Linked DNA regions of Sus scrofa: regions 2 and 3 are each linked to region 1. The links are chromatin contacts, called in public Hi-C maps. All regions are on one chromosome and are shown on one strand. The core of a region is the stretch at or near the end of the contact, and the rest is flanking DNA. Distances in the headings are between cores, read along the strand shown.

The links. A called contact is a pair of places that touch in the nucleus more often than the background predicts.
Region 2: a Hi-C map of embryonic fibroblasts shows a contact between it and region 1, with 2.3 times the contacts expected there. A contact is called at or near these places in 2 of 47 Hi-C or Micro-C datasets (embryonic fibroblasts and heart right ventricle) and 1 of 2 datasets of targeted methods (alveolar macrophages).
Region 3: a Hi-C map of alveolar macrophages shows a contact between it and region 1, with 2.8 times the contacts expected there. A contact is called at or near these places in 5 of 47 Hi-C or Micro-C datasets (adipocytes, alveolar macrophages, embryonic fibroblasts and 2 more) and 1 of 2 datasets of targeted methods (alveolar macrophages).

The regions. Positions count from the first base shown.
Region 1 is chr4:55,398,381-55,401,404 of Sscrofa11.1, reverse strand. No RefSeq gene overlaps it. Among named protein-coding and RNA genes, the nearest start is that of PAG1, 51 kb to the left of the region's middle.
Region 2 is chr4:55,504,020-55,507,043 of Sscrofa11.1, reverse strand. PAG1 (phosphoprotein associated with glycosphingolipid-enriched microdomains 1) reads right to left here. Exons shown (of 9, transcript XM_021089173.1): 2 at 906-975. Among named protein-coding and RNA genes, the nearest start is that of PAG1, 55 kb to the right of the region's middle.
Region 3 is chr4:55,327,928-55,330,951 of Sscrofa11.1, reverse strand. No RefSeq gene overlaps it. Among named protein-coding and RNA genes, the nearest start is that of FABP5, 47 kb to the right of the region's middle.

The sequences.
Region 1 (3,024 bases), core at 320-2,819:
TGTTTAAAGAGTGAAAAAGTTAAAACAAATAAGGTCATTGACAATTTGGTTAATAATGTCAATCACGAAGTGCTTATGACTCCTGAAGCCTTTTTTTTTTTTTTTTTTTGTCTTTTTAGGGCCGTACCTGCGGCATATGGAAGTTCCCAGGCTAGGGGTTGGATCAGAGCTGCAGCTGCTGGTCTATGCTATAGCCACAGCAATGCCAGATCCTTAACCCACTGAGCAAGTCCAGGGATCGAACCTGTGTCCTCATGCATACTAGTCAGTTTCATAGCACTGAGCTATAACGGGAACTCCTGAAGCCTGTTTTTTAAATGCATGACCATTTATGTATTTTGTTTAACATTTATGTCAACTTTATGAATCATTTTAAAACTATCGGGTCTGAAAAAGAAAAGACTCAGTCTTCAGGAAAAAAAAATTACTTTGTAGGTCATTTAGCTTAATAAAATCATTTCATTTTGTGCCCAGAACCTGATTCAAAGTAAGTCTGTGAATTCCTTTAAAAGCCCAGGAATAGAATCCCACATAAGTAAGGGGATCCTAAGCTATAACTTTAACTTTCTGGGTTTAGGAATCCACGCTAATCTTGATTTACTTTTTTCTCACTCCTTTTTCCCGTTCCATGGTCTCCATGGTGATCCTTTAATGCAGGTGGACAAATGCCATATTCCTTTGACTCAGATGGTTCCAGAAGTGACCCAGCTCAGCGGTCTCTGTGAAATCCAGTCACAGCAGGGAAAGATCTAGTTTTAGGAAAGAAATCTACTGGCAGAAAATAGATAAGCTTCCAATAATTAAAAAGGAAAATCAGGTTCAAAGATTTAATGAGATTTTTGTCCTTGTGATTAGTCACATCATTTTATTAAGAGAAAAAAAATAAAAATACTCCAATGAGACTTCTCTGGCCATAATAACTCAGATTTGCATGGTGTGCTGTGGTTGACAAAGCTTTCTCACAGATCATTTCATTTTAATTTATATGGTGCCTGCTTAATTTTCTGTCAGATTTTAGAACTCTGCTGTGATCAGTCATAATCTGAAGTTTGTGGTGGCTATAAACACAACCAGGGCAATCGAGGGTGAATTGTCTTGGATGAAATATAACAGATGGATAATGGAAGCTCCAGGAAAGCACTTGTTCATCTACTATTTCATCTCTAGCAGGATCTCAGAGTCAAGACTTGCAAGATAACATTGATGTGAGATTCTACTGTCCTGAATTTGATTTTTATTCAAAATCATTTCCTGGGAGCGAGTATTCTTATTTGTTTCGTTTTACAAACCATTTTGTCTTTACCTCTGTTTCTTTTAAGCCCTTTGGATTGGATGCTGACAGAAAAGCCTCGTGGCAATCAACATCTACAAGAATGAAACAGAAACAATTGATACAAGGATTTGCTTTTGCAATAATGATACATTCTAGTCAAATCAAGTGCTTCCCAGTGTGAAAAGAGCTAGCATTCTTATTTCTAAAATTCAAATCAGCATTTCCTAATCATTTGTGTCCATCCAGTTTCACTTCGTAATTTCCAGATGGCCACCTGGATGCACTCAGGCTGCTCTGTGACACAGTTGAGCTGGTTTTGAAAGTTCCTCCTTTTGTCTCTGGGTTCCTTCTCTCTTATTCCCCTAGGACTCTCTGCCTCAAAGTATTTTATCTGAAGCTATGTCTGAATATGAATAGACACATGGAGAATTGAGGCAATTATACTATTAATTTGAGCTGGGGGAAAAAAAAAAGAACACTTTGCCTGTGTTATCTGGCAATTCCTGCAGACATCTTTTTCTGTTTCAATGATCTGGAAGATTGCCTAACTTCTTTTCTTTGGGGGTGTGGATTTGGTCCGGGTCACATGGCTCTGAGCACTTAATGTCTAAGCCTGTTGCCTCATTTCCTGCTGCCTGAGACTGTATCTATTCTAGGAAGGCTAAGCCCTGATAGGAAGGTTCAGCGGTTCTGAAGTACTTACAGCTCTTCAACACTTCGATATTTTAAGTTCTTAACAGATGTTAGGGCTGTTACACCAGTCATGGTGAGCTAGACCAAATGGCGTTTTCATTCATTCCTTCTTTTTTTTTTTTGTCTTTTTGTCTCTTTCAGGGCTGCACCTGTGGCATATGGAGGTTCCCAGGCTAGGGATCGAATCAGAGCTGTAGCGCTGGCCTATACCACAGCCACTGTGTCTGTGACCTACACTACAGCTCATGGCAACGCTGGATCCCTGACCCATTAAGCAAGGCCAGGGATCCAACCCACATCCTCATGGATGCCAGTTGGGCTTGTTAACCGCTCAGCCATAACGGAACTCCTTATTCCTTCTGTACTGAGTACTCCAGCTCCATGCCAGGTCCTAAGGATAGCAGTACTCCAGCTCCATGCCAGGTCCTAAGGATAGCACAATGACAATCTCTTAGCCTTAGCACTTGAAGAATTTGAAGGAACATTAAAAAGTAGTCACGGTATGATGCAATAAATTGGAGCAATGAATCCACTGTGGGCAAAAGCACACACCTAAAAGATTCAGAGATAGAATCAGAAGCCACAAACATTTTCTCATGAATATACTTTTCATTCTCATTTTATTTTTTCTTTCTACAATCCTTTAAGCCTGTCTCACTGGGTATTCATTTGCTACTTCTCAAAGATCTTCGGTCACTGAGAATTTGCGAGTAGACGTTTTCGACACAGGAGGCTTTGGCAGACATTGGTCAAAATCTCTGCCAAGGGCTCTCCCTGGCAGATGGCAGCAGCTGTTTCTGATTGAGTCTAAGAAAGTACAGGAGGAGTCTCTGCAAAATGTCCCTTTTATTACACTAATGGCTTTTCCCTGAGAGTGGTTTTTCATTGTATCAGTGCATAATTGTTTTTGCTAATGCATTTGCTTAGATCTTACAAAAATCTAATTATTCTATGTAATGATTCATTAACAATTTCCCCAAATTCATTTCAGTGTTTGCATGCTGATATTCAGTTTATGCTAATAAGCTGAAAATATTCATGCCTTTAAGTCTAAGATT
Region 2 (3,024 bases), core at 169-2,668, 110 kb before region 1:
CTGATTTTTTTTTCTTCCTTTTTGGTTTTGGCTCTGTTCAAAGATGACCTAAGATCATTAAAGAATTGTTACATAATTTTATCTATTTATTTATTTAGTCTTTTGTCTTTTTAGGGCCGCACCCTCGGCATATGGAGGTTCCCAGGCTAGGGGTCTAATCGGAGGTGTTGCTGACGGCCTACAGCACAGCCACAGCAACTCGGGATCCCAGCCTCGACTGCGACCTACACCACAGCTCACGGCAACGCCGGATCCTTAACCCACTGAGCAAGGCCAGGGATCGAGCTCACAACCTCATGGTTCCTAGTCAGATTCGTTTCCCCTGTGCCACGACGGGAACTCCTAACTTTTTTTTTTTTTCTTTTTTTTTTGGTTACATAATTTTCTTATCAGCACTACATGAAATTCCTACTACCACTAATAATGATAATAATAACATGCAGCCTCATGTATATTTTTTTGGTGGTGGTGGTGGTGGTGGTGGTGGTGGTGGCGGCGGCAGTGGTGGCAGGGAGCACTGTTCAGAACTGGAACTCCATCAGGCTATCCAATTACAGTCTCTATCTCAAAAATGAAGAAAGAGCTGAGGAGAGGGTAAGCATTTGGCCTAATTTCACATAGACATTACCGGGTAGACTCAGGCTTGCGTCTATCACTGACCAAAGGGAAGCAGCATGTTGTAGGAATCATGACTGGTGGGTGGTGTCTTGGTTGCCATGGCAGAAACCCCATGGTGCTAAATTCCAAACTGGATTAGCTAATACTCTTGAGATTATTCAGCTTCCAAACTGTGGGTCTGCAGTCCTACAACTCAGAGTCCCCAGATATACCCTGATGAACCGTACGAGGCTCAACTAAAGGCAAGCATGGATAGACAATGGCGAATAAACCAGATAAATGAGTACCTGGCAGTCACTCTCTCCCTGTTCCGAAGTTGCACTCAGCTGTCGAAATAAGAGAATGACTTCGTGTTTTCTGGAAAGGAAACACAACAGGAAACAATTTCAAAACTCTGAACTGGATTAAAATTGCAGTAACTAAGGGTAACATGATGATCTTTTCACTTACTTATTAAAAGTTCTGAGCAATAAAGAAACTGAGAAATAAGTATTTAATTAACCTTTGGCACTATAAAAATTATGTCAGAAAACAGAAGTTAAAACTAGTTCTTCAAATGTTCAGAGACCTATAGATTATCCCTAATTTTATACATGAAAGAAAGTAAAATGGATGGCATTAACCACATGTACTTTCAATGATTAATAATTACATCCATGCTTTGTTTTTTTTCACTCATTGCTTCATCCCACCTCCTCTCATAGACACTGATGGTTAACTAGGAGCCAGCACCACACAACACAAACATGGACCCTTCCAGCATGCAAGGTGCATGTACAGATTAAAACAAAACCAAAAACAGTTGCATGCCCAAGAAGATGACAGTCTTAGCAGAACAAAGACGGCTGGAATAAAACTCTGCAGAATTGTGTAATACTTGTTATACTGGATTTAGCCAAGTTATTTTATATCTTCATCTTGAAACATGCTAAATTTTTGTGAGCATGGTTTCCTATGGTTAAGATAAAACTGTATCACAAAGATCACTTCCTCTAAGAGGATGTGTGATTCAAGTTTGAGGAATGTAATCTCATATCGAATACTCTGTTTTTGTAGACTGTGGATCTAAGAAGACATCTTAAAATACGCTAAGTAGAAGTAAAAACATTGGGAGGGAAAGAATGACCCCCAAACTAAAGTCTCAGAAAAAATATCCACTGAGGTTAAACCAAGGCAGCTTTTTTTTTTCCCCCTCTTTAGGGCAAGAGTTTAAAAGAGAAAAGAAAGCTATTTCTTAGAAAGAAATGAAATGCCAAGCACTGCTAGAAAGACCAAAGGGAAATAGTAAGCTGACAACAAGCAGGGTGGGTGGTCCCTCCATGACCTGCCACGCCAGACACATCAGACACGCCGGACTCTCAAGACGCCAGCAAGACAAGAGCCCCAGCCCCCATCCCACCTCACAAGGCCCCTGGCCATGTGGTCTAAGAGCCTCCTGCTGGGACCTGTGAGAGAAAGGTGCAGCAGAAGGTGAGGGAGAGTCACAGGTTAAGAGCAAAAGGGGAGAGTTCACATTTACCAAGAGTCTGCTTTCAACAAAGGCAATGGAAATTCTCTCCTCTTTGCCCTTTGCTAGGAAATTCCCCATTCTGAACTTCTAAGCATTACAGCTCAGCAAGCCGGATGGGTTCTGGAAAGTTTCCACACCAGCCTGAAAACCCATCATTTATGAAACCAGGAAGATGCATTTCAAGCTCTCAACCACTGCATCAGAAACAAGTGTCTGGGAAAAGCACCCGTTCCAAAGGGGAGAAATAACTCTTTTTGAGATGCCGCTAAGTCTAATAAACACTTACTCATAAACCTCTGCACTATATACAAAAGCAAAGATGAAGAGGCCCCATTCAGGAGACCAAGTCACCAATATATACAGAGACACAAGTAATAATAAATGTACAGGCTGTGACTAGTGTATGGAAAAGAGCATGAGGGCACCATACTTAATAGTTCTCCACAGCTCTTGGGCTAAAACCCAAGCCACCTTGCATGGTTTGACAAGCTCCCACCCCTGGGGGAGTCATACCTCATCATGCATCTCATCACCCTCACCTGCCATCAGAAGCTGGACTTCTCTGTGCCTCTGCCACACTGTTTTGTTTCGTAAGAGGCTAAACAACTAACATAGAAATGAGTATCTAGGGAGTGCCTCTTGTGGCTCGGCAGGTTAAAAACCCAATATGGCAGGTTAACAACCCAACATAGTGTCTGTGCAGGCACAAGTTCGATCCCTGGACTCAGTGAGTTAAGGATCTGGCATTGCCTCAATCTATAGATAGGATCTGGCATTGCCTCAATCTATAGATCTGGCATAGATCACAGATGCAGCTCGGATCCGGTGTTGCCCAGGCTGTGGTGTAAGCCTGCAGCTGCAGCTTTGAGTCCATCCCTAGCCTGGGAACTTCCATA
Region 3 (3,024 bases), core at 367-2,866, 70 kb after region 1:
ATGGATAAATTAATTATATCTACATGATAAAATGTTACTCAGCAAAAAACTCTCTACTAATATAAAAATTAATAAAAATGAATGTATGTGCAAAACAGGAACTGACTCACAAACATAGAAAACCAACTTGTTGCTACCAAAGGGGAGATGGAATGGGGGAGGGAGAAATTAGGTGTATGTGATTAACAGATATAAATTCTTTCTTTCTTTCTTTCTTTTTTTTTTTTTTTTTTTTTTTTTTTTTGTCTTTTTAGAGCTGTACCCGAGGCATACAGAGGTTCTCAGGCTAGGGTTTGAAACTGAGCTGTAGCTGCTGGCCTACACCATAGCCACAGGAACTCGGGATCCAAGCCACGACTGCGACCTATAGCTCGTGGCAATGCTAGATTCTTAACCCACTGAGTGAGGCTAAGGATCACACCTGTGCCCTCATGGATGCCAGTCAGATTCATTTTCTCTGAGCATGACAGGAACTCCAGATTAACAGATATAAACTCATGCATTAAAGGGATACGAAAGAAAGCTTTACTTAGCACGGGGAATTATACCCATTATCTTGGTTTTGTTTTCTTTTTGGCTTTTCAGGGCATATGGAAATTCCCTGGCTGGGCGTTGAATCAGAGCTGCAGCTGCCAGCCTAACCACAGCCATAGCACCTCGGGATCCGAATCATGTCTTCGACCTACACCACAGCTCAAGGCAACGCCGGATCCTTGAGTGAAGCCGGGGTGGAACTTGCATCCTTGTGGATGCTAGTCAGGTTTGTAACCCGTTGAGCCACAATAGGAACTCCCTTTACCCATTATCTTGTAATAACCTCTAGTGGAATATAATCTGCAAAAATACTGAATCACTGTGCTGTACACCTGAAACTAACACAATATTGTAAATCAGCTATGTTTTAATTAAAAAAGCCCTTCATTGATACTTTCAATATCATGGATGCATCTTAAAAACATTACACTGAGTGAAAGAAGCCAGGCAAGAAAAGACCATATGTGATACGATTTCATCTTACGATATTATGGAAAAAGAAAAACTTGAGTGATGGAAAGTAAAGTGTTTGAGGAACTGAGGACCTGGGAGAGGGATGGGAGGAAGGAGTTGTGTGCATAGAAGAATGCTCAATTTGGGGAGTCATGAGAAATGTTCACAATAGTGGTTGTGGATAGTATGTGTTTGCTAAAACTCAACAAAGTGTAACCTTAAAATCAGTACTTTTTATATTCTGTTAATCATACCTCAATAAAGCTGATTAAATAAAGATATATTAAAAATGCATCTCTATAAATACTCAGGAATCTGATACAAAGATATTCGTGTTTCTTCTTTTTGAAGAAGGAGGAAGAATTTTGTTCTCATTTATGAGAAAAGCCTCCAGGGCCTGTTCTAGCAAAAGTACAATGGGAGACACTTTCTCTTTCACTGGACATGGCTTTGAATGCCTCCTCTCATTTCACGTTTTGGAATTACAAATTCTTCTTTGTGTTCTTCAGTGACGTGTTTTCTGACTAGGATTTTTTCTTTTTTCTTTTAAACAGGACTGGGGCTGTGCAGGGGTTCTGGGAGAGGCTGAATTGCCCCAGGATCATGCTCTTTCTAGGAAACAGGAACTAGGGGGTCAAGGTTTGTGTGGGTTCAGTGTCATCTGAACTTGATGCGCCTTGGCCTCATGTGTCCCTTCCATGTTTAGAAGGTCCCTCTCTTGGGCCTATCATTTCACAGAAGCCCCAGGATATGGTGATTTGGGTGGAGCCTGTATTTTATCTCAAGGTTTGGAGGAATGTCATGTTGATCTATTCCCACTAGAAGCTGGGTACTTCTATGAGTGAACTTCCTGAGAGTCCATGCCATTAATAGATAGGACAATTTTAGCTCTTTGAGCAAAGGTCTCTTGAGTTTTGACTTCAACCTGAAAAACAGATGACAAATGATAGCATTAGGTTCTGCCTGTTAAACTGATTTCCTGGATGATGTTTCTCTTGCATAATCCCTGTTAAATATTTGTACCTGATTCACCTGAGTTAAACAGTTGCAAATTTCCCAGGGTGGAGGAATAGGTACAAGTCAACCCAGGGTACAAATATGGTGCCTAAGTCAGGCCCTGGCGAGTCTTCATTCCCTAAAACGAGGTGTAGCACTCTCATTTTTTACTGTAGCGGACAAAGACATGGTGATTGAAACCAGAAAGAGCCTCATTTAAAAAGGCCAGGCGCCTAGTACCCCCTCCTCTGTGAAGGAAGAAATGAGAAGACATAACCTTTTTATTTATGTATTTTTTAATTGTTTTTTATTTTTTGGCTTTTTAGGGCCACACCCACGGCATACGGAAATTCCCAAGCTAGGGGTCGAATTGGAGCCACATCCACAGCAAGGCGGGATCAAGCCTCATCTGCGGCCTATGCCACAGCTCACGGCAACACCGGATCCTTAACCCACTGAGAGAAGCCAGAGATTGAACCCACAGCCTCATGGTACTAGTTGGATTTGTTACCTCTGAGCCACCATAGGAACTCCTCTTTAGTTTTATGTTGTAGATTACACATTTCTAAATATGTGGGAAATTATCAAAGATTGTGGTTCTTGATTTTGAAAAATGAAATTTTTCCTGTTAAAGTGTAACTATATAGGCATGCATATTAGCCCTATCTTTGCTTAATTTGGAGAGAATCAGCTGTTTCTAATCATTGCTTAAACCCCATAAAGGTTTCCAAGATTGGACCGCACCCAGTCCAAACTCTATCCAAGGTGGGCCAGTTCTGCCATCTAGTGGCCACCTTGTTGAACTACATCAGAGGGCATTCTGCGGTCTAGTCTGTTCTAGTCCTGAGAATTACTTTTAATTTAATGAGTCATGTGATTAGTTTTGGCCTTCATGTCTTTTCATTCCTACCTACTATCTGTGTGACTTGGGAAAATTATTTAATATTTCTGTGACTCAGTCTATCCATCTGCAGAATGGGGATAAGGACCTACTTCCTGTGATTTTCATGAGGCTCATGTGAGATAATATATGGAAAACGC